2 separate regions of the Mus musculus genome follow, and region 2 is linked to region 1. The links are chromatin contacts, called in public promoter capture Hi-C maps. All regions are on one chromosome and are shown on one strand. Each heading gives the region's core, a stretch centred on a gene start, on an enhancer-like site or on the middle of the called end of the contact. The rest is flanking DNA. Distances are from core to core; before and after follow the strand shown. Region 1 has its middle 6.9 kb from the start of Mymx. Region 2 has its middle 26 kb from the start of Gm36122.

What was found. Promoter capture Hi-C pulls out the DNA fragments that hold promoters and counts their contacts.
Region 2: a contact with region 1 is called in a promoter capture Hi-C map of liver, with 2.4 times the contacts expected there. The contact joins two enhancer-like sites. A contact is called at or near these places in 1 of 39 promoter capture datasets (liver), 2 of 115 datasets of contacts at active chromatin or transcription factors (embryonic stem cells and pancreatic cancer cells) and 1 of 9 other capture datasets (adipose tissue).

Annotation. Positions count from the first base shown.
Region 1 is chr17:45,605,458-45,612,497 of GRCm38.p6, reverse strand. No RefSeq gene overlaps it. Among named protein-coding and RNA genes, the nearest start is that of Mymx, 6.9 kb to the right of the region's middle. Within about 2 kb of position 3,882, at least 13 of the 459 cell types and tissues checked have an H3K27ac peak or open chromatin away from gene starts, as enhancers often do. A contact at or near this core is called in liver, where this site is marked.
Region 2 is chr17:45,970,978-45,978,435 of GRCm38.p6, reverse strand. No RefSeq gene overlaps it. Among named protein-coding and RNA genes, the nearest start is that of Gm36122, 26 kb to the right of the region's middle. Within about 2 kb of position 5,010, at least 63 of the 459 cell types and tissues checked have an H3K27ac peak or open chromatin away from gene starts, as enhancers often do. A contact at or near this core is called in liver, where this site is marked.

The DNA of each region.
Region 1 (7,040 bases), core at 2,633-5,132:
ATGGAGTGCTCTGGAGCCCCTGGGTAGAGAAATACAGACCACCACAGGAGGAGGAGGCTTGGTGCTCCCAAGTCTGGCCAGAACCCGTTAACTCTATTAAACTCTCACCAAGGCATCTTCACGTTGCCTGGACACTACCCATGACCCTGCTTGACCCTTGGTGTGTGCAGCCGCTTTCCCACTTGTTGCACCTTGTGTGTAACCGTCGTGTGACAAGCACACAGACGCTCATTCTCAATACCACAGCCTGATTAACTTAATGCTTGCATATGGAAGGCCGTGAGGGTTTCCAGAATGCCAAATATGGGCATTTTTTTTAAATTGACCTTGAGGAAACAGAAGGTCCTCAAAGCAGCCTGCTCTTTCCTGCCCTCCCCCACCCTCACCCCCACCTCATTTCCTCGCGATTATGGGAAACCCAGGTCTGAAAGTACAAACCAGACCCTTTGTTAGTGATGGTGTTAGGGTAAGTCTGAGGCCTGGGAGCCCTAACGGGCTGTCCTTAGTCACTAGTCTCCAAGAGGCCAAGTATAAACATGATCGATTAACAATAAAAAGCTAAGTAAAGAAGGGTGTGTTCAATGTGTCCACATGTTGAAGGAGGGAAAAGAAACCCAGAGGACCAGTTAGCTCCCAAGTCCATGGTCATGGTTCCTGGCATGACTTTAAGTTTAAAACAGAAAGTGTTCTAGCTTGCTTTCTACTGCTATGATAAACACTATGACCAGAAGCAATGTTTAGAGGAGTTTACATCATCTTACAGCTTCTAGTTTATCATGGAGAGAAATCAGGACAGGACCTGGAGATAGAAATTGAAGCAGAGGCCATGGAGGAATGTTGCCTAATGGCTCACTCTTTAGGTTCGACTCCAGCTACCTTTCTAGGATACTACTATTTATTATATATATATATGAGTACACTGTCGCTGTCTTCAGACACCCCAGAAGAGGTCATCAGATCCCATTACAGGTGGTTGTGAGCCACCATGTGGTTGCTGGGAATTTAACTCAGGACCTCTGGAAGAGTGGCCAGTGCTCTTAACCTCTGAGCCATCTCTCCAGCCCACAGGCATTTTCTTAATTGAGGATCTCTCGTCCCAGATATGTCTACATTTGTGACAAGTTATCAAAACCAAAGCCACATAGAAGGACAAAAGAATGCACACTTGAGCAGCCCTGGCAAAGGTCCGCCCTAGACCTCTCATTGTCTGAGCTCCATGCTGTCTTTCTGGTGATCTGAGGAGTTGTCAGAACTGTGTGGAATCTCTGGGGAGATGGGGCAGGGGTGCCTCTTGATAGCCTCAGTCTTTTGTCCCTCCCAGCCTGGTTGGGGGTCCGTTATCGCAATAGTTTGATAGTCAAAGGGAGGGTCTCTTTAGAAGATATTTTCTCCTGCCAGGAAGATTACACCACTGTGCGAGGCTCAGCCAGGAGCTGGAAGAAACTGGTTTCTGCCAGCATTTATTTTTTCCAATTTAATTTTATTTTTTCTTACTTATTCACTTTACATTCTGCTCACTGTTCCCCTCCTAGTCAGCCCCTCCCACAATCCTTCCTCCATCTCCCCTCCCCCTTCTCCTCTGAGCTGGTTGGGGCCCTTGGGTAGCCCCTCACCCTGGCACTTCAAGTCTCTGTGAGGCTAGGTGCTTCCTTTCCCACTGAGGCCAGACAAACAGCCCAGCTAGTGGAACATATCCCACACACAAACAATAGCTTTTTGGATAGCCCCGATTCCAGTTGTTCAGGACCCAATGAAGACCAAGCTGCACATCTGCTACATATATGCAGGGAGGCCTGGGTCCAGCCCATACAGGTTCTTTGGTTGTTGGTTCAGTCCCTGAGAGCCTCAAGGGTCCAGATTAGTCGGCTCTGTTGATCTTCCTATGGAGTTCCTATCCCCTTCAGGGCCCCACAATCCTTCTTCCTATTCTTCCATAAGAGTCCCCAAGCTCCATCCACTGTTTGGCTGTGGGTGTCTGTATCTGTCTGAGTCAGCTGCTGGGTGGAGCCTCTCAGAGGACAACATGCTCCTGGCAACAAGCATAACAGACTATCGTGAATAGTGTCAGGGACTGGTGCTTGCCGGTGGATGGGTCTTAAGGCAGTGTTCTTACCAGCAACGAAAATGCTAGAGGCAGGCTAAGGGGATCCAGTAGGGAAGGTTACTGCTGAACAGAAGAGAAGGAGGTGCACAGGGAAGTTAAGCCCAGGATGGGGTGGAGAGAGACAGAGGATGAAGATTAAACACATTCCTCAGACACAGCCACTGTCTTTCCTTGCCCCACCCCCCTGCTTGATTTTCTCATTGTTGCTAGACACAAAAGCCTGTTTCCTCTCTGGGTCTCCCCAGCCCAGGGACTTGGAGCTACTCCATAGTTGCTTGAGACAGGAATTGGGAAGATATATATATATATATATATATATATATATATATATATATATAGCCAGCTATGAAAGCTGAGGTTGGAAAAGGCGCAGTGTGACTTACTGTGTTGTGTACGTGGTCGGGGGTGGGGGGCAGTGTCACAGCATTCATAGGTATTACGCTTCGGGGCTCTTTGTATTTTGGGGGTTCCCAGAGGGAGTTTTCCAAGCCTGCTTTTTGTTCACGTTGTTCTGTTGCGGTTATTAACTGGCCTGGCAAAAATGAAGATATTCTAATGAAACACTCGTGTCTCTCAATTTAACAAACTTCTAAAGCAATAGAGACTAAAGAAATGAAAGATTTCCCAGCAGCCTGTAAGCTGCCATATCCAACTTGGATCTTTTTAATTGTCCCGCCTTTTTTTTTTTTTTTTAATTCCAGTGTCACCCAAACCAGGAGCTTCTCTCTGGAAGCCCCGCAAACCGAGGCTGGAGGGACCTGATCGAAAATCTGGAGAGATAACGAACCACACTGCGTTGACCTTGGTGCCACGTGGTTCCCAAAGCGCGACCAGAAACAATTTGGGAAACAAGCTTTGAGCCCAGCATTGAGGATCTTCTCAACTAGTTGAGCCCCCTAAACTTAGAAACTAGCTCATCGTGAACTACAGTTTTGTTTTGTTTTGTTTTTTTTCTAGACAGGGTTTCTCGGTGTGCCTCTGGCTGTCCTGGAACTCGCTCTGTAGACCAGGCTGACTTGGAATTCACAAAGTTCACCTGTCTCTCTGCCTTAGGACTGCTGGGATAAAAGGCTAGCCCCACAACCACCAGGTTTACCCCAGTTTGTTGTTATTGTTGTTGTTTATTTTTATTTTTATTTTTCGAGACAGGGTTTCTCTGTGTAGCCCTGGCTGTCCTGGAACTTACTCTGTAGACCAGGTTGGCCTCAAACTCAGAAATCTGCCTGCCTCTGCCTCCCAAGTGCTGGGATTAAAGGTGTGCGCCACCACATCCAGCTGTTTATATTTTTTATAGGTTGGTGATGTTAATGTTTGAGAACCTTTTAAATTTTTTATTTTTATTTTATTACCGAGGCTGGTCTTGAACTCATGAAATCACCACATGACACCAGCAGCCCTTAAGCTCTGATCCTCTGCCTTCAGCTCTGGAATGCTGAGATTACAGCCATGCATTGCTACACTTGTTCTAGCTTTCCTTTCCATAGCCAGAAATGCTTTATCTTGGATTACGGCATAATCTCCAGACCCAGCTTCGGGAATGTGAAACTTTAAAATATATATATTATTTTATAAGCTTATACATGTACACAGTGTATCTTAACCATAAATATCTCTAACAATTCTCCCTTACTCTCCCAGACACCCCTCAACAATCCTCTTCCATCTTTTTTGGTTTTATTTTTGTTTTTTTGTGTCATCTCTTGAGTTTGGATAGTGCTGCCTGCTGCAATGTTGACTGATGTCATCAGCTCGAACTGTGCAGGTCTTGTGCAATTGGTAAGTTTAGTACAAAGCCATGTCATGAGAGAAGACAACATTGCACAACGCTCCTTCTCATCCTTTCCACCTTCTGCTCCATGTGATGTTCCCTGAGTTCCGAGGGGAGTAAATAGCTGATGAGTTAGGAGTCTCTGCTTTGGGCTAGGAGATGGCTCAGGGGTTAAGAGCACTGTATGATTTTCCAGAGGTCATGAGTTCGATTCCCAGTAACCATCTGTAATGGGATTCGATGCCCTCTCTTCACAATAAACAAACAAACAAACAAACAAACAAACAAACAAATAGTCCCTGCTTTAACTGTTGCTTATTGAAGAAAAAAAGCTTAGGGTTAGAGAGAGGGTTCAGCGGTTAAGAGCAGTGGCTCTTCCGGGGGCTGGAGAGATGGCTCAGTGGTTAAGAGCACAGACTGCTCTTCCAAAGGTCCTGAGTTCAAATCCCAGCAACCACATGGTGGCTCACAACCATCTGTAATGAGATCGGATGTCCTTGTCTGGAGTGTTGAAGACAGCTACAGTGTACTTACATATAATAAATAAAAATTAAAATAAAAAAAGAAATTATCTTTAAACTGACCAGAGAGGTAGTCACTACAGCTTCCCTTTGGCAAATGACCCTCCCTTCAACTTTAAAAAAAAAAAAAAAAAAGAGCAGTGGCTCTACCTAGAGGTCCTGAGTTCAATTCCCAGCAGTCACATGGTGGCTCACAACCATCCGTACCATTTTCTGGTGTGTCTGAAGACAGGGTACTTGTCTATTTGTATAACCATAAATATTTATAAGGTGGTTTGGCAGTTGTAAGTTTCCCAGGAAGGCCTACGACCTTCAGAGCCGTCTTACAACCTTCATAGCTGTGGGCATTTGACCAAGTTTTCAGTACCAAGCATGAGTTTGCTCTGTTGGAAACAATCCTCAAATCCAAGGAGAAAGTGGTTGGTTGTTCCTGTAACGTTCATACCAGTATTGCACCAGTAGGCATACCCTGCCTTTCAGGCTAATATGCAGAGGGTCACCTCTGAATAAGACTATATGACTTTCCTCCTGCAGCAGCCTGCAAAGTCTTCCATTGCCGTGAAAGCTAATGAGCAAGGAAAAAACGGGAATGTGACACTTTTAGGGGAAGATTTAATTGGGACTCAGGAGGCCAGATTCTGCTACTTCAAAACTTACCTCTTTGTCAGGGTGATTATTTCAACCGGCTATTTTGAGAAACTGTAGACACAGAGGTCTCTCTGTAAAGCTGCCCTTTTGTGAAGGAAAGGAAACGTTCACTTGTAAAGTCTCCTGTACCAGGAAGACAGCTATTCTAAAGTAACTTTTACCACAAAGGTTTCTTTCTTTTCTTGCAATGAGAGCGGTCGAGTGCAAGGTCGGCAGCCCAACTTCGGAGACTTTTATCTACATAACAAGACGATCTATTCTCCATAACTTTTTTTGTGTCTCTCAGCCTCCCCTGGTTTGTCTCTGTTACCCCCAGGGAGCCTCACGCGGCTATTCTGAACTTGGAGTTACAGATGGTTATGAGCCATCGTGTGGTCTCAGGATGGTATGCAGACATCAATGCTTGCTAACAACCTCACTTTTTTTTAAAAAACTCACATTAGTCCTTATAAAATTAAAATCTGTGTCACTTATTAATGTGTTTTTTTGGGACAATTCAATTCATATACTGGTCAAACAATTGAGAAAGGACAGTGGACACAGTAATATTTTTTTCCTCCATGCAAAGCCTTAGACAGAACTTATTATTCTCTGAGACACAGTTAAGAAACAGTAAGGAAGCCATTTGTGCCTGGAGAGTAAGGGAGGCAAGAATAAGAGGCTAGGGGCTGGAGAGATGGCTCAGTGGTTCAGAGCCCTTAACTGTTCTTCCAGAGGAACCAGATTGGATTCCCAGCATCCACATGGTGGTTCATAGCCGTCTGCAATTTCAGTTCCAGACTAATGCCCCCTTCTCACTTTGGCAAGTGCTGCATGAATGTATTCCATAAATATACATGCAGGGTTTGCTGATGAGATGGCTCAGCGGTTAAGAGCACTAACTGTTCTTCTGAAGATCCTGAGTTCAAATCACAGCAACCACATGGTGGCTCACAACCATCCATAATGAGATCTGATGCCCTCTTCTAGTGTGTCTGAGGACAGCTACAGTGTACTTACATATAATAATAAATAAATCTTAATATATATATATATATATATATACACATGCAGATGAAATGCTCATATACATAAATTAAGAAGAAAGAAACAGGGAGAGATGGCTCAGCAGTTAAGGGCACTGGCTGCTCTTCCAGAGAACCTGGGGCTTGGTTCCCAGCACCCATGTGGTGGCTCACAGTTGTCTGTAAAATTCCAGTCCCAAGGGATCTGATGCCTTTTTATGACCACTGTGGACATTCCTGTGGGTTACAGACACACTTATAGAAAAAACACCATATACATAAAATAATCATAACACTTTTTTTTTTTGGTTTTTCGAGACAGGGTTTCTCTGTGTAGCCCTGGCTGTCCTGGAACTCACTCTGTAGGCCAGGCTGGCCTCGATCTCTGAAATTCGCCTGCCTCTGCCTCCCAAGTGCTGGGATTAAAGGCGTGTGCCACCACGCCCGGCTTTAACACATATTTTAAGATGTTTTATATGTGTAGCTGTTTGTTTACATGTATGTATGTGTACCCTGCACATATTTGGTGCCCATGAAAAACAGCGGGGAGCATCAGATTCCTTGATACAGCAGTTACAGATGATTGTGAATTATCATGTGTGTAGTGGGAACTGAACCCAGGTCCTCTGCAACCTAGTGCTCTTAATCCGCCTAGCCCCCATAAGACATTTTTTAAAGCAAAAGAAATTATGAGCATACTTTAAAAGTACATCAGATATTTATTAAAAAGGAATTAGAAGCTAAATCAGGAAGCCCAAGGAGGTTACATTACCCAGGGCCTTTGCAGGTGATAAGGAGACCCTTTGAATATGTGTGTGTGTGTGTGTGTGTGTTTGTTTTTATGTTTTGGCTTTGGTTTGTTTCAGAGCTGGGATCTGGGGGTGAAATCTGGGGTCTCAAACCTTGTAGAGGCCTGTTACTGAGCTACACATCCTGAAACTGTGGCCTTAACTGTTAGTTAAATATGAGATTGGGGTGAGGAGTGGGCTGGAGAG
Region 2 (7,458 bases), core at 3,761-6,260, 360 kb before region 1:
TGAGAGGAAGGAACCTCAACTGAGAAAATGCCTCCATCAGATCAGGCTGTGGGCAAACGTGTAGAATATTTTCTTAGTGAGAGCCCAGCCCACTGTGGGTGGTGCCACCACTCCTGGGCTGGTGGTCCTGGGTTCTATAAGAAAGCAGGCTGAAGAAGCCTTAAGGAGCTAGTCAGTGAAGAGCACTCCTTTGTGGCTCCTGCACCAGCTCCCGTCTCCAGGTTCCTGCCCTGTTGAGTTTCTATCCTGACTTCCTTTAATGATAAACAGTCTTATGGAAGTGTGAGCCAAATAACCCCTTTCCTCCCTCAAGTTGCTTTGGTCATGGTGTTTTATCACAGCCACAGTAACCCTGACAGGAATACATGAGATATTCATGTACAAAGGAAACTCATGGGCAGGACTTCCTGAAGAATCTGGGAGCACATCTGGGAGCACCGCAGAGCAGAAAAGAAGACGGGATTGATAATCTTAAGACAAGGGGCTGGAATGTGCAGTCCTGGGCAAGGGGTCTTACAGAGTAGGATTGGAGTGGCTGGGAGCAGACAGGAAGGGAGGGGACACTGGGAGCCAGCACAGAGGCACTCCATAGTGTCAGGCCAAATCAGGAATAAGAGCATTGGGAAATAGGCAACTGATGTCCACAGAACACTACCCACAAAGTACAAAAGGCATATCGGGGAGTCGCCATGTTGCTCACCGTCCCTCTCCTTACTCCTCAGAGGCAGCCTGCTTCTGCTTTGTTAGCTTGCTTGCGTCGGGGTCTTGCTATGTTGCCCAGGCTCAGTTTGAACTGGAACTGCTCCTCGGTCTGCTTCTCAAGTGCTGGGATTATATTGTGTGTACATACCTGTGCACTCGTGTCTGCATGTGCGCTCGCGTGTGTGTGCAACCAGGGGAAGATAATGTCAGGGTCTAGTTACACAACCCAGGCTAGCCTGGAAGTTAGGCTCTCCCAGCCTTAGCAGCCTGCCACACCCCCAGGTGCTGTGATTACAGGCAAGGGCCACCATGCCTGGCCTTACTCATCTTTGAAAAAGAAAAAAAAAAAAAACCCAAAAGAAACGGTGGCACATCTTATGTCTGTCTTGTCTTCTCCTGTGTGTCTTCGAGGTTCTTACCTAGAAATGGGGTGTTGTGCCACCCCAGCTTTAATGCCTGGGGGGTGGGGCACTGTGGCATGGATGTCCCATTATTTATCCAGTCAGCCCTTAGCAGTCTTTAGCCTGGCTCTCTTCTTAAGACCTTATGATGATATGATACTTCCTGTGTGTGTGTGTGTGTGTGTGTGTGTGTGTGTGTGTGTGTGTGTGTGTGTGGTGTATGTTTGTATGTGTTTGTGTATACTTGAGCACTCGAGCACTTGTGCACTTACAGCAGCCAGATATTGATGCTGTGTATCTTCCTCAACCTCTCTCTCTCTCTCTCTCTCTCTCTCTCTCTCTCTCTCTCTCTCTCTCTCTCTCTCTCTTTTGAGACAGGGACCTGAAGCTCACTAACTGGTAGATTGGTTTGCCATGGTGTCCCTTACCACTGAGGTACATCCATGCCACAGTGGCATCTTTTCCTGTTCCTTCCCTACAGAGTTTTGCTAGTGCATAGTTTGCTGTAAGTTCTAGCTTGCCAGTAAGTTATCTCTACAACCTCTGCCCCAGCCCCAGTGTTACAGATGCCCTGGCCTTTATGTGTATGGTGGGGACTCAGAGCCTCATGCTTGCTGAGCCATCTCCCAAGTCTCCATGCATTTGATATATTGGTTGAATAACCAACCAAAAGTAGAACTGTTGAATCTAAGCATGCTTAATTTTAGTAGGTATTGGATTTCCTAGGCTTCGTACCCATCTTTGTGCTCACCTTGAATGCCTGAGAAGGTCCTGTTTCCATGGCTCTTCCCTAATGATGTGCTCACCGGTGAAGGGGTGAAAGCAGGAAAGAGGGGGAGCCGTGGACCAGCTACCCTGTTCCTACCCTGTCCGCACACTAAAGGGAAGAAGAGCTGAGACAGAATCAGCTGGAAAGGCTTGCAGAGTCATGACTGGGTGAGCTGGGTGGGGGGCAGTGAGAAACCCAGGAGATGTGGGGATTTGGGAACCATCTGAGTAGGGATGTCCATCTAAGACAAAGAATTCCTCATCCCCTACGCCCTGAGCATCACTTTGCTGGGATGCTGGGGTCGAGAGCTGGGCCCACCGCTGACAAACCTCCAGTGAGACCATTCGTTCTTAGAAGAGTTTCCACAGAGGTTAAAATGGACTCAGTGGTATGTGACAGCATCCTCCAGGCCTTGCACGGGCTGCCCCAATGTCTGTCTTACCAGTGAGAGGGGGAAAGGTGTTCTTATGATGGACGATTTGGAGACATGATGACCACACCTTGCATCGGCAGTGATGTAACCAGCTGGTGTAACCATGGCAATGGCAGGTAGGGTTAATAGACACATCATGTCTAGCATGAAGGAGGGAATGGGCCTTTGGGGTTCAGCATTAGCAAGTCCACACTAGAGGGAATGAGGCTCAGCAACAGGAATGGGGAGACTCAACAGACTCGGGGAGTCAAGGAAGGGGAGTGACTAGAATTCTGGGGTGAATGGGCTCAGGACACACTTAATTTTCAGACCCCATCTCTTAGGCTTGAAGAGCCAGCGCTGTTTCTGTGGCTAAACACGGTAAGAGGAGAGTCTCAGGTGTAAGACAGTGACAGGGCCCTGCATGAGGCTCTGAGTTCAGTCCCCAGCGGATGGTCCTCAAGTGCGAATGGCCCTCCAAAGTGAGCTAGGAGGCAGAGAAAGGAGACCAGCACCTCTCCAGTAGCCTGGGGCCAGAGAACTTGTCCAGCACACACACAGTGGACAACAAGAGGCCTTGTCTCAAGTTGGAAACTGAGGGATGACATCTGAGGTTGTCTTCTGACTTCCACCCATGTGTCAGCAAGATGGCTCATGGCCTGACAACTTGGATTCAATTCCCGGAACCCACCTGGTAAAAGGAGAGAGCTGATTCCCTCAAGCTGATCTCTGGCCTCTGCCCACACACTACACTATGGTGTGGCTGCTGGTCGAGCCAGTTCTAGGTTCAGGGGGTGGGGGGAGACCCTAACCCAAAGGAATAAAGTGGGGAGAGATGGAAGAGGACCCCAGTGCCTCCCTAAGCCTCCATGAGTTGTGTATGCAAACACATCTACACCTACACACACACACAGAGTAATTTAAAAAAAATTTTTTTTAAAAAAAGTAAGAGACCAGGCTGGGTGGCACACATCTTTAATCCCACTAGTTGAGAGGCAGGGGCAGGTGGATCTCTGTGAGTTCAAGGCCAGCCTGGTCTACAGAGTGTGTTTCAGGACAGTCAGGCCTGCACAGAGGAACCCTGTCTTGAAAAAAATAGACAGACAGACAGATAGACAGACAACCTCCTAAGCTTCAAAACAGCAAATGCGTCTAGTGATGGAATGGGTCTGATTGAACAGAAGCAAGAAGGCAGCATATCCTAACTTTCTTACGTTTTGGGATTCAGCATGCTGCTTTGTGCTTTGTTCTTTGTTGTTATCCCAAGATGCTCCCCACCTTGCTGCCCCAGAAGAAGGCCACCTGAGTGAAACCAGCCACTTCTGATCCCCAGTCAAAGTGGTGAGGTGTACAGCGGTGGGCAGGCTTGGTGTTCCTTGAGCTACCTCAGGTGGCAGAGAGCATGCATCTTCGGTTCTCCACCTCATCGCCCCTCCTCTGGTTAGACCCCGCCTCCAAGGGCTCTCTGTCTGGTGGCAGGAAGTGGAAAGGGTGCAGCTGTCAAGATAGATTTCCTGTGGCATTCGCAGTCCATCTGTCCAACAGATCCTTAATGTGAGCCACATGTATGGTCAATGTTTCTAGGAGCCCATTAGAAACATAAAATGAAGAGGCGAGTGTGTGTAGCTGTGTTAGAGTGTGGGCTGAGCACGCACAAGTTCCTAGATGTAGTCCCAGCCCCACAAAAGACCAAAACTAAACCAACATTCCCCACCAAAACACATAAATGGAGCAACTGAATTATTTTTATTTTCTTAAGTGAAACTGATCTAATTCTTGTGTGTGGGGAGCAAATCTGCATGCAAGTGCAAGCTTGGGTAAGTGCATGGAGGACCAGGAAAGCATTGAGTCTCCTCCTCTTCCTCCTCCTCCTCCCCCTCCTCCCCCCTTCTTTTCTTCTCCCTCCTCCTCTCCCTCCTCCTTTCCCTCCTCTTCCTCCTGTCCTTCCTCCTGCCCTCCTCCTCTTTTTCTTGTTTGTTGGAAACAAGTTCTCACTATGTAACTCTGGTTGTGCTGGAGCTCGAAGGCTGGATTAAAGGTGGATACCGCCATGCGCTATTGGGAGTCTGACTCTGATTCTCTCTACCTTATTACTTTGAGTCAGAGTCTCTCCCTGACCCTGGAGCAAGATGTTTCGTCTGGCAGCTGCTAGTCTCGGTGAACCTCCTTTCTCCACTCTCCACACTGTTAGGGTTGCAGGCAAGTGTGAGACCACGCCCAGGATATGAACGTGGATCTTCATGGTTGTGCAGCAAGCCCTCTTCATCACTGAGGCGTCATCTCCACGAGTGAACTTGGTTTTAATGTGTCATATGCATATTTAATAGATATAAAATGCCATCATTTGAACTGATGGTGGGTATCTGATAGTTGAGAGTTTTTAATATCCATGGACAACTGCCCACTGTGGAGCTCATGTTGCATCTGCATCAGGACTGGCCGAGTGAAGGGGTCCTGGCTGTTTATCTGAGCTTACAGAGCTGCCAGTGGGGACATGGTTTTGATGCTGTTGGACTGGATGCCACTGGTACCCACCTGGCTTTGGAAGGGACTTCAACAGGCCAAGGAGGCAATGTGCTGTGTATGCACTTATGTGTGGGAGGGAGGCCAGAGCTTGTATGCACCGGTGTTTTGAAGCCGTGGTAAATATTAACAAGACTTTGTGAGCCAGGCCCTCTGGGAGGCCTAGGCTCCCCAGTAGGGAGGAAAGGAGATAATGCTGTGTACCTTAGATAGGCTGAACCCCAGCCTCCAGAGCTGCAGCACCCAAGCTGCCAGGGACACACAGCCATGACTTCTGTTCCGAGAACTAAGATGCCTAGCCTTGCCGGGAGATTCTCAGAACTCTCGGGCCACAGAAGTACCACTTGGCCTTTGTGTTTTGCCCCACCCCATTGCTCTAAGGTTCCTCTTCACGGTTTCTTTCCCGGCATAGCTCCTATCTCCACACCCACTTCCCTAAGGATACAGTTCATCTAAAGTCGAGGGCACAAGAAACAAGTTCCATTCAGACCACTGCTTCTTTAAAACAAACAAACACCAAAACCCTTCCATTGGGGGTTTCGAGGTATGGCCCGGTTGGTAGAGTGTTTGTCTAGCGTGCACAAAGCCCTGATTTGCTCTCACGCACCTCATAAACTGGGCACAGTGCCCCACGTCCATAATCCTGGGTTAGGGGAGGCAGAGGCAGGAGGATCAGAAGTTCAAGGGAATCCTCTGCTACCTAGTGAGTTGGAGGCCAGCCTGGGCTACATGGGGCAAACAAACAATCAAGGCAAAAGCATTCCCACAAAGTAAAGCTCGGTCTCCTAAGCGTGTGTGGTGCTGGGCTAGCCCTTGCCTCTTAGCATCAAGCAGGCCATGACTGTTGTAGGGTGTGAGCACTGCCCCCCGCCCCCACCCCAGTAGCTATAAGCCTAGGTTTTTTTTTTTTTTAAACTGGAAGTGTTCCAACTCTCCTGCAGCTCTCTCTGAGAAGGGAAAGTGAGAATGCTGTAGGCATTTGCATGAACAAACACTGCAAAGACACAGAGAAATCAAAGTGATGACGTACATACACAGTGCAGGAGCAGAGGACAGGGAGGTACCAGGTAGGGAAAAATCCTCAGGGCTTATTAACCTTGAGTCGGAACCCTGCAGATACAGTATCTAGTTTTAAAAAACAGGTGAGACAAAAAATTTCAATCGTTTCTTTCCTCTTCCTGGTAGACGTGATACGCTCAGACCTATTCTCCCAGTGCGTGAGCTTCCATGCTGAGTGGTATCCGGAATGTGTGTGGACCCGGGATTTGCCAAAGAGATCATTGATTTAAGTGACGGGAGAAGAGTGAGTTCTTTCTAGGCACAGCTTGGCATTAACCTCCAGCTTTCCTATTTCTCTCCTGGTTTCCAGTCTGATAAGAAAAATAGATTTTTTTTTCCTCAGTGCCAGCCCAAAATGGAGATAGGGCCTGTTCTCTGGAGCCTGGGTCCGTGGGGGACATGGCTGGTCCTATGGGAGACCCACTCTGTTTTCCTAGGGTGGTCCTGAGCCTCATTCCTCTGGACTAAGGCACATTCATGGAGGGATTTCCCCTCTATTCTCAAGCACCCACTTCTGCTCGGGTCAGACCTCTCCTGTCCAAACCCTGGGAACTTCTTTACTTCTTACTTTCTCAGGGTGCAAGCACTTGAGTGTTTCCCTTGAGTGCTGTGACAGATCCCTGGAATGTGTGTGTGTGCACGCGTGCGTGTGTGTGTGTGTGTGTGTGTGTATGTGTGCATGTATAGGTGTGTGCCTGTGTATGTGTGTATATGTATGTGTGTATACATGCATGTCTGTGTGTGTGCGCATGTATAGGTGTGTGCCTATGTATGTGTTTGTGTGTGTGTGCATGCATGTGTGTGTGTATGTGTGTGCATATGTATGTATATGTGTGTCTTTTACTACCAGCCTCCTCTAGAATCAGAGAATAAATGCCTTAAGGCTCTAAGGAAATGTATTCTCATATATCCTTGCTAGTAACTCATGACACTCTTGTATCTGCCACTCAGACTTCGGCCTCTGACGTGGGTGAGGTGAGGCCAGTGGGTCAGGGGGTGCAGAACCCTGGAGGCTGCCCTGCCAACCTAGGTATTTGAGCGAGCATTGGAACTGTGGGTTGGACCCAAATGTTTCTTTCACTTTGCCTCAGGGATGGTCTTTAGGTTGTCTGCCCCCAAGACAGGCACAGGACAGATGGGAGGCCTCTGGTCATTTGTAGAGTTCCTGAGGTCATTGACCCAAGAAGGCAGGGTGTGCCTGGGTGGAGCAGACCAGGTCACACTGGGTTGTTTCCTTCTGACCAGAGGGCACTGTCCTCGGTAGCCTGGAGGATTCAGTCCTGGGTTCCTTGGCACCCCTGAGGGGAGGCAGGTGTCCTCCTAGCGTGCTTGCCACCCCTTCTCACTTGTGTCTCTTTCCCTACGGGTTGGCAGCCTTGAAGCCAGCCAGCAGCCTCCACCCTATCCCCACCCAACTGGAGGCACCCTGATCGGACGGACGGTGGCTGGAGATAGGGGAACACTGAGAGGCATCCCGTGGAGGATTTTCAAGAAGCTGCCTTGCAGAGGGTCAATATTTGTTCAGCTCTTGGTCTGGGACGGCCCGTCACTGCCTGTGGCCCCCTCACATTCCAGCCATCGCACCCCTATCT